Linked DNA regions of Danio rerio: region 1 is linked to region 2. A link is a contact called in public HiChIP or PLAC-seq data. All regions are on one chromosome and are shown on one strand. The core of a region is the stretch at or near the end of the contact, and the rest is flanking DNA. Distances in the headings are between cores, read along the strand shown. Region 1 holds the start of kcns3b (potassium voltage-gated channel, delayed-rectifier, subfamily S, member 3b). Region 2 holds the start of si:ch211-22i13.2.

Region 1 (4,924 bases), core at 2,204-4,703, 100 kb before region 2:
TCAGCCGTAGAACCTGAACCACCCTGCCCATGTTCACCAGGCTTTGGTTTTCCTCCTTGTCTTCTTCGTCTAATCTCTCAACGGCTAACGTAATGTAGAAAGGCAAGATGGAAGCAACGTCGATCATATTCAAAGGGTTTCCCAAAAACCTCAACGGTTGAGGAGCAGCAATGACCCTCAAGAAGAACTCAACTGAGAAGAAGACAATACAGAAGAGCTCCACGGAGTCCAGGACCGAATGCTCACCATCTGTCTGGTATCTGAATTCAGGCAAGCTGTGGACACACATGGCCAGGATGGAGATCAAAATCACTAGGACAGAAACCGCAGCCACACCTCGGGAACATCTGGAGTGTTGAGGATCTTCAAGAGTTTCCCACATCAGCTTTCGAACATCTGAGCACCGCATGCCTTCGGATTTCCACAAATCTTCACTTGTGACCGAAATCTCTCCAGATGATGCATTTTTACTGGACTGTCCACTTGAGTTCAACTCATGTTCGTCTTTACGTTCGAGGAACCATTCAAGACAACAGGCGTCTAGATCCAGTTCACAGAGACCCCAGTATTCGATCTCCTGGCTGAAGCAGAACACGCACAGTTCCTCCAGAGTGTGGAAGTGTCCAGTGCGATAGAAGTTCAGGACGCAGTGGAAGACTTGCGGGCTTCTGTCGAAATAGTATTCCTGTTCTGTCGGGCTGTAGTCGTCGCAGAGCTCCAAGATGGCGGCGTCACTGTGGCACTGGATTAGTTGAGCCACGCGAGTGTGGGGGAATCGGAGGAGAACACAACGCTCCACCTTGTGGTGGATGCCTCCAATGTTCAGGTTTACAAGATCTTCCTCCCTGCCTTGATGGTGGAGAATTTGGCCGTACATCATGGTGGAGCGTGTTCATCGAATCTGGAGGTCTTGCCTGGGATGTTCTTGCATTTTGCACTAAAAGAGCAGAAATCTGAAGGTTAGCTATACGACTATCTTGGTGAATCAATTTGTTCAGTTAGGGTGCTTTCACACCTGTGGATCGATTCTTTTGTTCTGAAACAGGGATTAAAATAGTTTCATTGTTGCACTTTGTTCCTGGTGCGGTTCAATTTCACATGGCAAAGCTTCTAAATGGACCAAAAGAGCTAAAACAAGTCACGCCCGAGTAACTCTTTTCCAAATGGTCAGAGTTTCACGGTTTATTTTTCAGTCTCCCACGCATCTGTCATGCGTCCTTATTGACGAAAATCAATAAGATATTATAAATTAAAAGCTGTGTCTTAATTTTGAATGGTGACACCCACAGGCATTCATTCATTTATTCGTTCATTTTTTTTTGACTTAAGCAATTTATTAATTTGGGGTCGACACAGCGGAATGAACCGCTAATTTATCCATATGTTTTACGCATGAATGCCCTTCCAGCTGCAACCCAGCAATGGGAAAACCCACAGACATCATCACCAAATATAAATCAGAGGTAAGACTTTCTCACATAGGAGTTGGAGATTAATATGTTTCCAACATTCTTAAATATATTTTCTTTTGTGCTCAACAGAACAAAAACAAACTTAAACTTGTTTTGAACAAGTAAAAGGTGAGTACACTGTATGGCGGAAGATTTTTATTTTTTTTATTTTTCAGTGAACTATCTATTTAAGATAAATAAATAAAGGCACCTATAATTTGCTTGTGGCTTTTCAGTTGTTAAACCAAAACAAAAATAATTATTGAAATAGCAAAGAATGTAAACAAATTACAAACAAAAAAAAGACAAAAACATAATTAAATGAAGTACAAAGGACTACATAAATTTTGAATAACAGAACAACTTAAAATTGCAATGATGTGAGAAATCTGTTCATTATAGGATATATAATAAGTTATGCTGTCGACGCAGTGGCGCAGTTGGTAGTACTGTCACCTCACAGCAAAAAGGTCGCTGGTTCGAGCCTCAGCTGGGTCAGCTGGCGTCTCTGTGTGGAGTTTGCATGTTCCCTCTGCATTCGCGTGGGTTTCCTCCGGGTGCTCCGGTATAGGTAAATCGGATAGGCTAAATTGTCTATAGTGTTTGAGTGTGAATGAGTGTGTATGGATGTTCCCTAGGGATGACTTGCAGCTAGAAGGACATTTGCTGCATAAAACATGTGCTAGATAAGTTGGCGGTGCATTCTGCAGTGGCGACCCTGGATTAATGAAGCGACTAAGTCGAAAAGAAAATGAATGACGGAATAAATAATTTATGCTTATGTCCATTCAAGGGTTTAACTAGCAAAAATATTATCTAGTAGAAATATCAAACCACGGTGTTTATGTTATAATTTGCTAAAAAAAATAATAACTCTAATTTGCCTTATAGATGAAACTGAAATTACTCTTATATACAGTGCTCAGCATTATTCCCTCACAAATCGATATATTAAAATTCAAATTTTTTAATAGGAAGCTATACAATATTATAATTACATTAAATTAGTCAGTACTGAAGCCAAATCTGGATCTTATCTAACAAAATAACTAAACGATCCAAAAACTAGTACACCCACATTTATATGCCAGAGAAAAATATTAAATACACATTTTAAAAAGAGGAAAAAAACCAAGAGAAGCAAAAATAAAAAAAGAAAAAAGAAAAATTTAGTTAAAATTTTGTAGATTGTAATTTATTTTTGCAATATTTCACTTGAATCTTTTAATTTCTAAATATGTTTGGTGACTAAAATATTATTTTAATAAATACATCTGTTTAATAAATCTGTTTTGTTTAAATGTACTAAAATACATTGCATATGTTTACTGAGAAATGGATAAAAATATTCATCTTCAAAATGGGGTGTACTCAAGTATGCTGAGCACTATAGAATAACATGCAAACTACATCTATATGTGATATGTCTAAGTAACATACTGTATATTTCAAGATACTGCCAAATGGCACTTTACATTTTTATTCGAGGGTTGGAATTAAATATTCATACATATACAAAATAAAACACACACACACACACACACACACACACACACACACACACACACACACACACACACACACACACACACACACACAAACACACACACACACATTTTTAGCAAATATATAAATTCTAATACATTTCAACATATATAGCTACATATTTGTAAATCCAAGTTAAAAATACGTAAATGCAAAATTTTAAATATTTTAAATATAGGCTATGTTAACATTTTATATGTGTGATACGAGTCAAAGCATGTTATTGAGAAGCAGTCTTAATAAAAATTTATATTTACAAAAATATCCGCATTATCTTCTTACACATAATAACTAGAATAAACGATCAAACAGAACTGTCAAAAAGTGAGACAACTTGTGCAAATAAAACCAAAAGATCACATACCCACGAGTCCTCAGCTCTTTCGCTTCTTTCAGCACGTCTGTTTTAACAAACACAAAAGAAACGTTCACTTCATCAATAATACATGATCGGTTTGAGTTAACCCTCAAAACTCCACACCTAGTTGGACGGAGCTGTTGGACCTGCTCACCTGTTTGCAATTTCGCGCAATCAGACGGAACGCGCGTGCGCACTAATTACCTCTCTCATCCCTCTCGCGTTTGTGTAGAAAACATAACTTTGACGGTTTATATACACTTTAAAAGAATCCAAGAATGAGGTGCTTTGAAACAGGGTATGTGTGGGGATGTTTAAATATTAAGGTTTGGACCACGAGGTGTTTTGATTATTATTTTTTTCATGTTTGTAGAGCTTTATGGCTTATGACCACACTAATAAGTACGTTTGCGGATACCTTTGAAGGTAAGCCTTACTATCGGTGTAAAATAGCTTGAGTCAAGTGTGTGTAATAAACTTAATGGATGCATTTCTTTGATTGCAGAAATTCAAGCTGAATGTCTTGGAAACCGGGTGCAGTTTACCCTCCCTGGTTCTTTGAGTCTTCTTGAGGTTTATGCAGTCAGTAAGTTGATTGACCTTTTGCCTGCGTGCCAGTGAGTTTAATACACCCAGCACTCAATTCAGACCTGCTCTGGTTGTTTCAGATAACACCCAGACAGTCCTTCTCACACCTTTCCTGGCGGCTCAGTGTGGATACACACAGAAATCTGATCCCTGGGGCAATATGATAGTGTCAGCTTCCCTACAGAGCTGTTTTGCAGAGAAACAGGTTGTGTCTAACTAAATGCTTAAAATTTTTAATTTTAAGCATTTACCAAAGTCTAGTTTTGAAGCTATGGTTTATATGTAAATATGAAAAAAAAAGAAAGTATTTAAGAAGAAAATACTTTTGTTTTAATCTCTAATTACACTTACCCAACCCTTTTATGTTTTTTCTGAAGGGTGACAAGGAAATTAAAGTAGCTATGAAGTTTAAACTGTACAAACTCTCTACGCTGTCTGAGAAAGTCCATGAAGTGTCCAAGTCCTGCAGTTACACCATGGCATCACGTGAGATTCTGTGTGATACCAACTTCATGGAGGCAAAGAAACTCTTTATTTGCATCAACTTTTGCTATTTTTTGGATGTTACAGTGCTTGTGTGGTTCGTGTGCATTAAAGGGATATTTTACCCAAATCTAAAAAAAATTGTTTACCATTTACTGTGCCTTGTTCCAAACCTTTATAAGATTCTTTATTCTGTTGAACATAAAAAGATATTTTGGAGAAAGCTGGAAACCCATGAACATTGATTTCCGTTGTATTTGTTTTTCGTATTATGTATGCCTGTGATTATTAATTTTCATTTTTATTTAAATTATTTATTTTGTGTTCACCAGAATAAAGGAACTCATAAAGGTTTGGAATTACATAAGTGTGAATAAATTTTCATTTTTGGGTGAACTATCCCTTTAAATTTGACCAATGACAGCTTTATGGTTGGCGTTTATGCTGCGTTCCAACCAGTCAGAGGTATGGAACTTTAAAATGTCCAACTTCCACCTTG
Region 2 (4,711 bases), core at 2,144-4,643:
ATATTTGGGGTAAACTATACTTTAAACTTTAATGTAGGTCAGTTTTCGTTGTCATCTGCTGAACACTGATACTGACTTACTGATTAGTTGCTCACTGTAATGTGCCAAAAATCTGAGCCAGTGTGAGACTTCTTAAGTGTCCTTTATCAGAGTAGTTCATTTAGGATTGAATAAGCTTTTTTTTACAAACCCAGCTTTCATAATTTCATAATGTTTTGATTTTTTACAAGTATGCCTATTAGTCTACATTGAAAGAGAGATCTTCTTGTAACAATTATTTTTGCTTATAATTGCGATAATCTTTTATCCAATGATATATGAAGTATTTGTAACTGTTGTATCCTGAAAAACTAACAAATTTAATGCTGTCTTTTGAATTTTCACACAGTACTCAAACTATAAAATGCGCTCAGGTGACTACAGTGGCCCCAAGAAGAAAAATAAACATATAAAACATGTAAAATCTGTATAAGAAATATATAAAAATGCTTGCTTTTCACATTTTTTAGTGCATACTTTGCTAGAAGACATTTGTGGAGTTATTTTGAGGAAAGGCTCAAGCATGTTTTGTTTTTACTGAGATTTGGGTCCAAATACTTGTTCAAAAGTGTGTTTTTTTTGGGGTCACTGTACTTTATATCTTTGAAGCTTTATTGTCAGAATTATTGTACATGTATAATGCCATACAAGAACTTTACATACAGTATGTGACGCTGGAGCACGAAATCTTGATTTGCATGTATAGGAATAGCCAAATATAGGAATAGCCAAAAATACATTTCATCATTTTTGTTTTATGTCAAAAATGATTCAAATATTAGGTAAAGATCATGTTTCAAGAGAACATTTAGTAAATTACCAACTGTATTATTTTAAAACTTAATTTCTGATTAAAATATGCATTGTTAAAAAAAATTTATTTGGAGAACTTCAAAAGCAGTTTTCTCAATGCGTTTGATGTTTTGAATCCTCAGATTTGAGATTTTCAAATACATGTATCTGAGTCAAATATTGTCCTAAAACAAATCATGCATCTGCTTATGACTGGCTTTGTGTTCCAGGGTCACATATAAACTCTTTTACAGCTTTTCATGAACATTCTGCACACAGTACTAATAAGCAGACGTGATCAGATAGTCACTGCTTGTATTTAATAAGTCTACCAAATGTTATCATTGTAAAATCATTGTAGACTTATTGCAAGCTGATTTACTGATTCAATTTTTGTCTTTGAATGTATGTTCCTACATGCCTCACTCCCAAACCTCATCACTTTATTGTATATGAAATATTTGTGAATGTATTAAACTTTTACTGTCATTTATATAAAAAATGGACCTCTCTGAATTTATTTTATTATTTTGGTTCCCTGATCTACCTATTCTCCCTCTTATCTGACACAGTTCAGTTTATTAAGCTCTCTCTCCCAAACAAACTGGTAAGTAAAAAACACATGTGCTGACTGGAGTCTCCGCTGTTATAACTGCTGAGCTTAAAGGAACACCTAGAATTAAACAGTTGAATTTGATAATTTTTTTAATATAGCCGATCTCTAGGTCTGGCGAAAGCACTTTAAGCTTAACTTAGCATAAATCTTTGAATTGGATTAGATAATTAGCATCTCGCTCAAAAATGACTAATAAATCAGCCATTTCTGCGACGCAGTGGTGCAGTAGGTAGTGCCGTTGCCTCACAAGAAGGGCATCCGCTGTGTAAAAACGTGCTAGATAAGTTGGCGGTTCATTCCACTGTGGCGACCCCAGATTAATAAAGGAAATAAGCCGACAAGAATATTAGTGAATGAATCAGCCATTTAATTGTCCAAATAGCTTTTACTGTACATGATCCTTCAGGAATCATTCCAATATCATTTTCTTGTCTGCTTAGTCCCTTTATTAAACCCACTTGAACGCAGGGAGAACATGCGAACTCCACACAGAAACGCCAACTGAGAGGCTCGAACCAGCGACCTTCTTGCTATGAGGCAACAGCACTACCTACTGCGCCACTGCTTCACCATCATACCAATATCATGAATTTGAATTATTACTAGAGCTCAAATATAAGTAAAAATGATCCGTTTTTTTTATTTTTATTTTTTTATTGTTACTGCTTTTTGTGGGTTATTTCTGAAATCCAAAAAGGATTTATTTATTTTTATTAAAATAAAAACAGAAAATATATTGGAGCTATAATAAATGCCATGAAGTAGGCTAATGTGTTTGATTTTTGAAGTTAATAAATGGAATTTCCACTTTTATAATATATGAGTGGCAAAGTGGGTATGTTCGCCTCACAACAAGAGGGTTGCTGGTTTGAGCCTGGGCTGGGTCAGATGGCATTTCTGTGTTGAGTTTGCATGTTCTCCCCATGTTCCTGTGGGTTTCCTCCGGGTACTCTGGTTTCCCCAATATAACCAAAGACATGAATTGGGTGAATTGGATGAATTGTGTATGCAATTGACCATGTGTATGTATGTGTGTGTGTAAATGAGTGTGTATAGATGTTACCAGTGAAGGGTTGCGGCTGAAAGGACATCTGCTGTGTACAACATGTAACATAAGCTGGTGGTTCATTCTGATGTGGCGACCCCAGATTAATAAAGGGACTAAGCTGAAAAGAACATAGCCTATGCCTATATTAAGTTTATTTTGGCAATATTTCTTATGATGAAAACACAATTAATAAAAGAAATATATGCAGCAAAGCAATATTTTTACAGATGTATACTTGGCGACTGAAAACAATAGCATACCTTTCAAATACATTTTGAATGGTCTCCTGGTCTCTTAAATTACTTTTTGTGTTGTTTTACTCAATTGCAATTGTTTAAGCAATTTTTTCATCGGTTTTCTGAAAAACCTGACTATTATTATCAAGTAAGCCTGAATAAATTGATGAACTGGTTTGCGTGTTTTTGATTGGGGGTTGAAGCTGATTTTTGCAGGACCGACACCACATTAGCCGCAGCCTAAAGTTTAATCGTTGGCGCCATCTGCAGCCTCATTAGACAATTTCGGTCCAAACCAAACATAAATATGTATGCAGCCTGTAGATCCGTTAAAAGGACCGTTAAAACTGGCATTTTATACTACAATAAAACATTTTGTGGCACATTTTACCACAGAATATTGTTATCGTGTAATATTGCTTTAATGTTCATTCGGGATTGTGTGGCATTATACGGCTATGATTGGCCCAGCATCGCCAGGCATTTATATATATATATATATATATATATATATATATATATATATATATATATATATATATATATATATATATATATATATATATATATATATATATATATTAGGAAAATCTTATAATAAACTCGTCTGGGCCACGCGCCTGCGCAGTAAAACAGTACCCGGATACTTTTTGTGTGTGACGTAAAATAAGATGGCCGCGCAGTGGTGTTTATGTTATTGATACGCATGAACCGATCATAGAAATGAAAAACAAGCGTTTATTTTCACCGCAGTTTATTTTCAGAAAGGAATATATTCAGATCAGTTTATCAGGCTGATTTTTGTGTTTTTGTAGTGGTCGGAAGGATACGACACATCATAAACATGGTAAGTTAAAGAGTTGAACTGCTCAAATTTAATCCAGTGTCGGTAAACCTTTAGATGTATAAGCTTTGACTAACTTTTGTTATTTACCGTTTTTTGTAGATAACGTGTAAATGTCCTACAACCATTAAGCTTGTTAAATCGGGACCATGTCTTTACAATGGCAATTGCTATTCAATATGAGCATCAGTTTATGTATTGGGGTAAAACTAGTTTTATTTTCGCACATTCGGACTTTCTCCTTAATAATATTACTTCAGAAAAGCATTCTTTGCTAATTATAAAAAGCAAGCAGTGACAAAATTGTTCCAAGTTAATTAAATACTGCTATTGTTGATTTGAAGTCATATAACTTATGCTATTTCAGACCGCATATTGTGTGGTAAACTGTGCGTAGTAAACAAGTGTCACAAGTTTTCGTTGAACGAATGTGTGGATATAAAACCAACTTTACCTCAGTATAAAATGTTGTGATAACGTAAATTCTTTCTAAACAGCCCAATGTTTATGTATTAAATAGTTCAAAATAGTATTTATTTATTTAAATTTATTATAGTCTGCAAAAGTGAACGCCACGGAGAGAAGTGAGTCGAGTACAAAAAGCAGAAGACGGTCTAACAGCAGAGGTTTGTCTCTAAAAAAATTGTTCTATATACTGTAAAAACTATGTAACATTCCTTGACTGACAAAAACACACAGACATGATTTTCTTAGAGCTACAGTGTTTTAAATATATGTACCAACAGGTAGAGAAAACCGCAAACGGGCAAGAAGCAGAAGCAGATCTTCCTCCTCATCATCCAGTTCTTCGTCTTCCTCCTCCTCTTCTTCCTCTTCCTCCTCTTCTTCTTCACGATCGTCATCTAGCAGTTCTTCATCACACAGTATCTCCAGCTCCAGTGGCTCAGGTAAGGTTAATACAGAAATCATTTTGTACTACAATGATGTTTAAGAACACTAGTGTAAAAATTATTTCTTTACTGGAAAAGAACGAACTCTTTAAACTGATATGCATGGTCTGTGTTTTGTGCTTCCTCTGGCAGATTCTTGCAAAAAGCGAGGGAAATCTTCAAAGAAAAGTAAAGAGAAACACGGCAAAAAGGTATCAGGCTCTTTTTGAGCAAAAACGCTTGACG

The links. HiChIP or PLAC-seq counts read pairs in DNA pulled down with a chosen protein or histone mark.
Region 1: a contact with region 2 is called in an H3K4me3 HiChIP or PLAC-seq map of gastrula embryo, with 3 times the contacts expected there. The contact joins the promoter of kcns3b here to the promoter of si:ch211-22i13.2 in region 2. A contact is called at or near these places in 3 of 4 datasets of contacts at active chromatin or transcription factors (caudal fin, embryo and gastrula embryo).

Annotation. Positions count from the first base shown.
Region 1 is chr20:15,351,227-15,356,150 of GRCz12tu, reverse strand. kcns3b (potassium voltage-gated channel, delayed-rectifier, subfamily S, member 3b) reads right to left here and starts at 3,453. Exons shown (of 2, transcript NM_001037383.2): 1 at 3,361-3,453; 2 at 1-937. The coding sequence starts at 880. It overlaps zpax2 (zona pellucida protein AX 2), which reads left to right and starts at 3,494. Exons shown (of 21, transcript NM_001044869.3): 1 at 3,494-3,652; 2 at 3,728-3,780; 3 at 3,860-3,940; 4 at 4,023-4,147; 5 at 4,320-4,460. The coding sequence starts at 3,633.
Region 2 is chr20:15,249,760-15,254,470 of GRCz12tu, reverse strand. It overlaps si:ch211-22i13.2, which reads left to right and starts at 3,393. Exons shown (of 7, transcript NM_001020779.2): 1 at 3,393-3,578; 2 at 4,132-4,201; 3 at 4,322-4,483; 4 at 4,619-4,677. The coding sequence starts at 3,576.